Linked DNA regions of Triticum aestivum: region 1 is linked to region 2. The links are chromatin contacts, called in public Hi-C maps. All regions are on one chromosome and are shown on one strand. The core of a region is the stretch at or near the end of the contact, and the rest is flanking DNA. Distances in the headings are between cores, read along the strand shown. Region 1 holds the start of LOC123088247 (LIMR family protein Os06g0128200). Region 2 holds the start of LOC123088245 (39S ribosomal protein L47, mitochondrial).

Region 1 (2,700 bases), core at 31-2,530, 400 kb after region 2:
AACACTTGTCAGTAGCGGGTTTTCCACACCCGCGCTGCTGCTAATTAGCAGCAACGCTCCTTTTTGAGCCGCGCCGCTGCTAAGATTCTGTGTATATGGTTTTCCCTTGTAGTGGTGCTTTCTCTCCTGACTGCTGATCTCTCCCTCCAGATGCTTCTCCAGCATGAGAGCTGCCTCTACTATTGCCACTGCTGACCACTGCACTTGCCACACCTTCCTTGCTAGTCGCATTCCTTCCGGAATCAGACCGCAGCCAACTACCCCATTGAGCTGCAGGTTCAACAGGGGTTTCACAATGGCCATTAACATGAACCAACCTCCCACAATCAAAACAGAAATGAAGGATCTTCTCGTAGGAAAATTCAAACCAAGTCTTCTCATGATCATCAGCCTTTTCCTTAAGAAAGAAGCCCCTAACCAGAGGCTCAAAAACAGAAATCTTTGTTCGAATTCGTAGTTGGTTTCCACGTGCAACGCCCTCCCTGTCCACATCAACTTCAATTGTTTCACCCAGCCAATTACCAAGCGCCCTCCCAAACACATATGTTCTCTTGTCTTGTCAGGTGGGGAATCAGAGGCCGTAACCCAGACATCTATCTTATGAAACACCATCTCCGAGGGCCTCGTACCTCCTTCATAGTCCTTCATTATCAAAACAGCAAAGTCATATTGCCATGGGCCATTATTGAGAACATGCCTCCAGTCACCCTCGCTCCCAAACTGAACAGATATGATTTTAGGACCGATCTCTCCAATCTTCGAGGCTTCTCGGTGCAGCCCCCACGCCCTAGGCAAGGTTTTCTCTAACACTGGCATCTTCAGCGGGCGCGGCGAGCAAACTTTCCCCACCGCCGCCCATCTATGTCGTCTCTGAGCGTTTGGCGTTGGATCTTCAAACACAAGTCCCGCCTCCTCCTTCTCCGTTAGGGCCATCCCGCCCAACCTCGCCGAAAGACTCGCCGACGGATCTGGCGTTTTGCTCTCCACAGGTGATGCGGACTTTCCTTGACCAGCAGGTCCCGCCTCCTTCCTCGCCGGCGTCGCCGCCACTAATCGGCGAGTTGGAGTTGCTTTGACAATGGCTGAGAGATCAAAGACCGACCGAACAAACAAACAGCGACCCTTCCTCCGTGGACCGGACGCGTCGCCGTCCCCATCGTCCCGTCCCCCGAAGCAAACGGACGGGCCAAATCCACGCCGTGTTTTTTTCGAAATCCAACGTCCGCCCCCAGCACAGCACACGCACAGCTAGCCCAACACCGAAACCAAACCACCCGAGCCGGCCGCCAGCCTAGCCCACCCCACCACGCCACGCCACTCCGCCAACCCCCCCCCCCCCCCCCCCCCCTCTCCCTTTCCCCACTCCCCCATCGTCGCCGTCGTCAACCCCACCACCGCCAAATCCCTCCCCCCCCCCGCGGCGCCCCCCCGAATCCCCCCCGCAGATCCGCCCCGCCGCCGGCCGGCACCGCGGCAGCGCTCCCCGCCCGCCCGCCCAAACCCTAGCCCCCCTCCCACCCCACCCCCCCGCGCGGAGATCTGACTGACTGACAGACATACGCGGGCGAGGCGGCGGAGCCGGAGCCGGGGCCCCGACGAGATGGGGGACTTCAACGTGGCGCTGGTGATCGTGGCGGCGGTGGTCAGCGTCCTCGTCCTGCTCGTCAGCGTCTACCTGCTCGTCAACTACCAGCACCCCGACGACGCCAACCAGGCCTGGTTCCCCAAGCTCGTCGTCGTGCTCGGCATCACCGTCGCCGTCCTCTCCATCCTCATGCTCCCCGCCGACGTCGCCAACCGCCAGGCCTGCAGGCGGGCCGTCTACAGCGGCGCCTGCGCCCTCACCCTCCCCATGAAGACGCTCTGGCTCGTCGTCTACATCGCCGACGCCGTCCTCGTCTTCCTCGTCATCCCCTTCGCCATGTTCTACTACGAGGGCGACCAGGACAAGTAATTTTCGATTCCTCTTCTTCCTTCCTTCCTTCCTTCCGCGCTCGGCTTGCTTCGCTGACTGGATAGATCCGCCTGCGTCCAGGTCCGTCGGGAAGAGGCTCAAGAGCGCCCTCATCTGGGTCGTCGCCTCCGCCGTCGTCTGCGGCCTCGTCCTCGGCATCCTATACGGTGCGGATCGCCCTTGACTTTTGTCTGCCTGAACCCATTTGTTTTGCTCTGCTCTGCTCACCCTTAATCTTCTTCGAGAGAGTTTGAACGATTTGAGCTTCAAATGTGGCCCTGCTCACCTGAATCTCGAGGTGTTGCTCTTGTAAATTGGAGGAGCCTCGAGCTTCAAAGCTTTCACGTTTTTCATCCATGAGCAGTCAATGCTGTATAGCCAGATCTGAAATTGCTACTGTTTTCATTAGTCGATTCATCCTTCCTCTGCGTATCTAGTGGTGCCCGTTCTTAGACCTCTGAATTGTCTACTCTCACCACTTGTTTTGCTGTCCTAGGTTGCAGCTTATACATCTGGACTGGTTAATCCTACCTGTGTTTGTCTATTGCCCATTGTACCTCTGAATTGTGTTTTTCACAGCTTGTTTTGTTGTACGGCGTGCTTTACTTTCACTGTTTACATTCACCTGACTAGATATGTTGTCCATGCCCATTGACTCTGATTGTGTTTTTCACAGTTTTTTGGTCCTAGTTCACCTGTTCTTTCACCGTATTAGCCTTGTATGTCACTGACCTATGCATCTGTTT
Region 2 (2,700 bases), core at 185-2,684:
TTACAATTATTTGATTAAATATGCAGTAAATTTTCAACACTATGAACCAAAATAGGGACTGAGAACCACAATATGCAGTAACAAATGTTCAACACTATGACCAAGACACCCGTGATTGCATTAAATTTCGTCCAATTCTGCAAAAATGAATTGTTTTCCACTATGTCCATGCAGCTTAATTTACAAAACAGGCAATATAAAAAAAAATACTCGGTTTGCCGCAAAAATAGCAATTCTGTTGTAGTTTAGTGCCCATTGTTTCTGCACACTACACAGTATCTTTGATGACAAGGTTTGGTAATCAGAACCAATGATATTAGAGGACAGTAAAGTTGATGAAGATTCGAGAACACGGCACAACTTGACAGGGCCAGTAGAATAGGCAATGTGACTTTTAATCCATCATGAAACTAGAGCCAATTGCAGTTCTATTAACTACTTAAAAAAGTGCAAGTATGACAAATATTTGATTAAAAAGGGAGATCAGAGGTTCAGAAATACACCAGTTTTATTTGGGAGTGGGCACAGCTTGCCATCCACAGAGAGAGTGAGCAAACATCTTACAAGAAGTATGATACAATTATTTGATGAAATTAAAAAAAAATTGTTTGACGAATATGCAGTAAGAAGCAGCTAAGTGCTTGAGGAATGAACGGCGTTAGCCTGCGGCAGCAGATATACCTTGGAAATGCGCTCCGGGTTTGGGAAGCGCATGCTCTCTGAAGCCAGCATCTGGCGTTGAGACATGAGCATGTTCTTCTCCTTTAGCAGGACATACCACAGCTTATGAAGGTCGTCCCAAGACTTGAGGCGTAATTCAGAAGCCTTCCAACCACGACCTACCAATTAATGTATACAGTAGATTTGTAATTTGCAAATTAATTATAATCATTTTAGGCTGAACCATATGGATGTGAAGGAGGGATGTCACGGTTACTGTAGCTTGCGTGACATCCCTTGAGGATGTTAGAGGATCCGGTTGCTGATGAGGATGTGCTCTAGAAGCATTCGCGTGAACCAAGGAATGTGTAGCGCCTGCCCATCGATGATCCGCGAACGGCGAACCCCACCTGGCCTGACTCTACATGGGATGGAAAAGTTGGGGGCGAGCGGGAGGGAGGGAGGAACGTACCGTAGTGGGGAGCGGGCTGGTCGTCCTCGGTGCTCCGCTCGACCTCGAACAACTCCTCGAGGGGGTTCTGCGCCTTCCTCGCCAGCGACGTCGAGGCGGCGGCGGCGCCCTCGGGCGCGGCGGTGGAGAAGAGCCGCCTCGCGAGCACCCTCGACATGGAGAGCATCGCGGCGGAGCCGGATCGAGGGATCGGGCGGGCGGCGGCGGCGGCGGCGGCGGCAGCGAGAGGACGCAGTGGAGGGAGTGAGGGGGAAGGGAACGACGGGAAGAGCGTTTGCCCGCTAACACCGTAGCTGGGCTGGGCCGGGCCACTTGAAACTCAGTGCGAGAGGCGATCTCCTATTTTAAAATAAATAAATAATGATAAAACTTCTGAAAACCACCATGAATATATTTCTTATAAAAACACAACGAGCCACTATTGCACATGGAATAATAAAGGTGAACCGTTTTTCAAGAGAGGATGACCATTTTTTGTATGCACGATGAACGTTTCTTCAAAAAACACGATGACTGCACTCCTCATAGACAATGACAAAAGAAAAATTAAATCGCTACGAACAATTGCGACAACCACTATGCATATATAAATTTAAAATACACGACGAACCAAAATAAGAAGCCGTGAGAAAGGGGAATAATAAGAAAGGAACAATGAAATAAGGAAATAAATGAGAAAAGGAAAGGGTCATCTATTCAAGATTAGAAAGAAAAAAAAATCAAGTGATTAGAAGTGTTCCAACATTTTACAGCAATGCACTGGTGTCAGGAATGCTCTTATGTTATGGGACAGACGGGGTACATGTTTAAAGGAGTTTCTTTTTATCAGTTTTGCCACTAAAAATATTCAAGCAATTGTAAAAACAGATAGAAACAAAAACAAAAAACATGATAAAAGACATAAAAAATAAAGAGGGAAAGAAAAAAAGGGTGAAAGTAATTGAAAACGATAAAAAAGATACATAAAAGAAGAAAAGGAAAGGAAAATGAATAATTAAAGAAAAACAGAAATTTGAAATTGGAATACAAACGTGAACAAAGCTACAACCCTCAGCAGCTAGATCTTGTAATAAGCGAGGTAATAGTGTTTGCGGATTGAGAAGTTGGGTTTGCGGATTGGGAAGAAGGGTTTAGATGCGAAGAGAGGGATTTTGGTAGGACTTGGTGAAGGAAATGTGTGCGTCTGCCCTAGGCGCAGTGCTGGGTTTTTTTATATTTTGCTTTTGTAATAAAACACATTTTTTTTCTTTAAATCGGCAGCGCCATGTATGGTTGGGCTCTTTAGTTGTGAGCTTCGATCAATAAAGCTTGGCATTTCTTAAAATAAAATGAAATTATATGCATGAGTTTTTTCCCCAAGTGGTAGCTTTATCTCCAACACTTGGGCTTGACGTGTTGTTGCTGCTGCTGCTTTGATGTACAAATAGAAGCCGATTTCAACCACAGCCTAGTACCCCTCCAAAAAAAAAAACAGGGAACAGAAAACTCATCTTCTAGCTTTGGAAGTTTACATGTAATAGGCAGGGAACAGGGTAATTCTCTACCATGGTTCTGCTCATTGAAAAGCC

Evidence for each region. Hi-C and Micro-C count contacts between places; a contact is called where the count stands out from the background.
Region 1: a contact with region 2 is called in a Hi-C map of leaf, with 6 times the contacts expected there. The contact joins the promoter of LOC123088247 here to the promoter of LOC123088245 in region 2. A contact is called at or near these places in 4 of 5 Hi-C or Micro-C datasets (leaf and an unstated tissue).

What each region holds. Positions count from the first base shown.
Region 1 is chr4A:704,251,837-704,254,536 of IWGSC CS RefSeq v2.1, forward strand. It overlaps LOC123088247 (LIMR family protein Os06g0128200), which reads left to right and starts at 1,281. Exons shown (of 14, transcript XM_044510443.1): 1 at 1,281-1,950; 2 at 2,036-2,121. The coding sequence starts at 1,601.
Region 2 is chr4A:703,852,749-703,855,448 of IWGSC CS RefSeq v2.1, forward strand. It overlaps LOC123088245 (39S ribosomal protein L47, mitochondrial), which reads right to left and starts at 1,435. Exons shown (of 3, transcript XM_044510441.1): 1 at 1,133-1,435; 2 at 682-839. The coding sequence starts at 1,298. It overlaps LOC123088246 (nucleolar protein 10), which reads right to left. Exons shown (of 16, transcript XM_044510442.1): 16 at 2,608-2,700.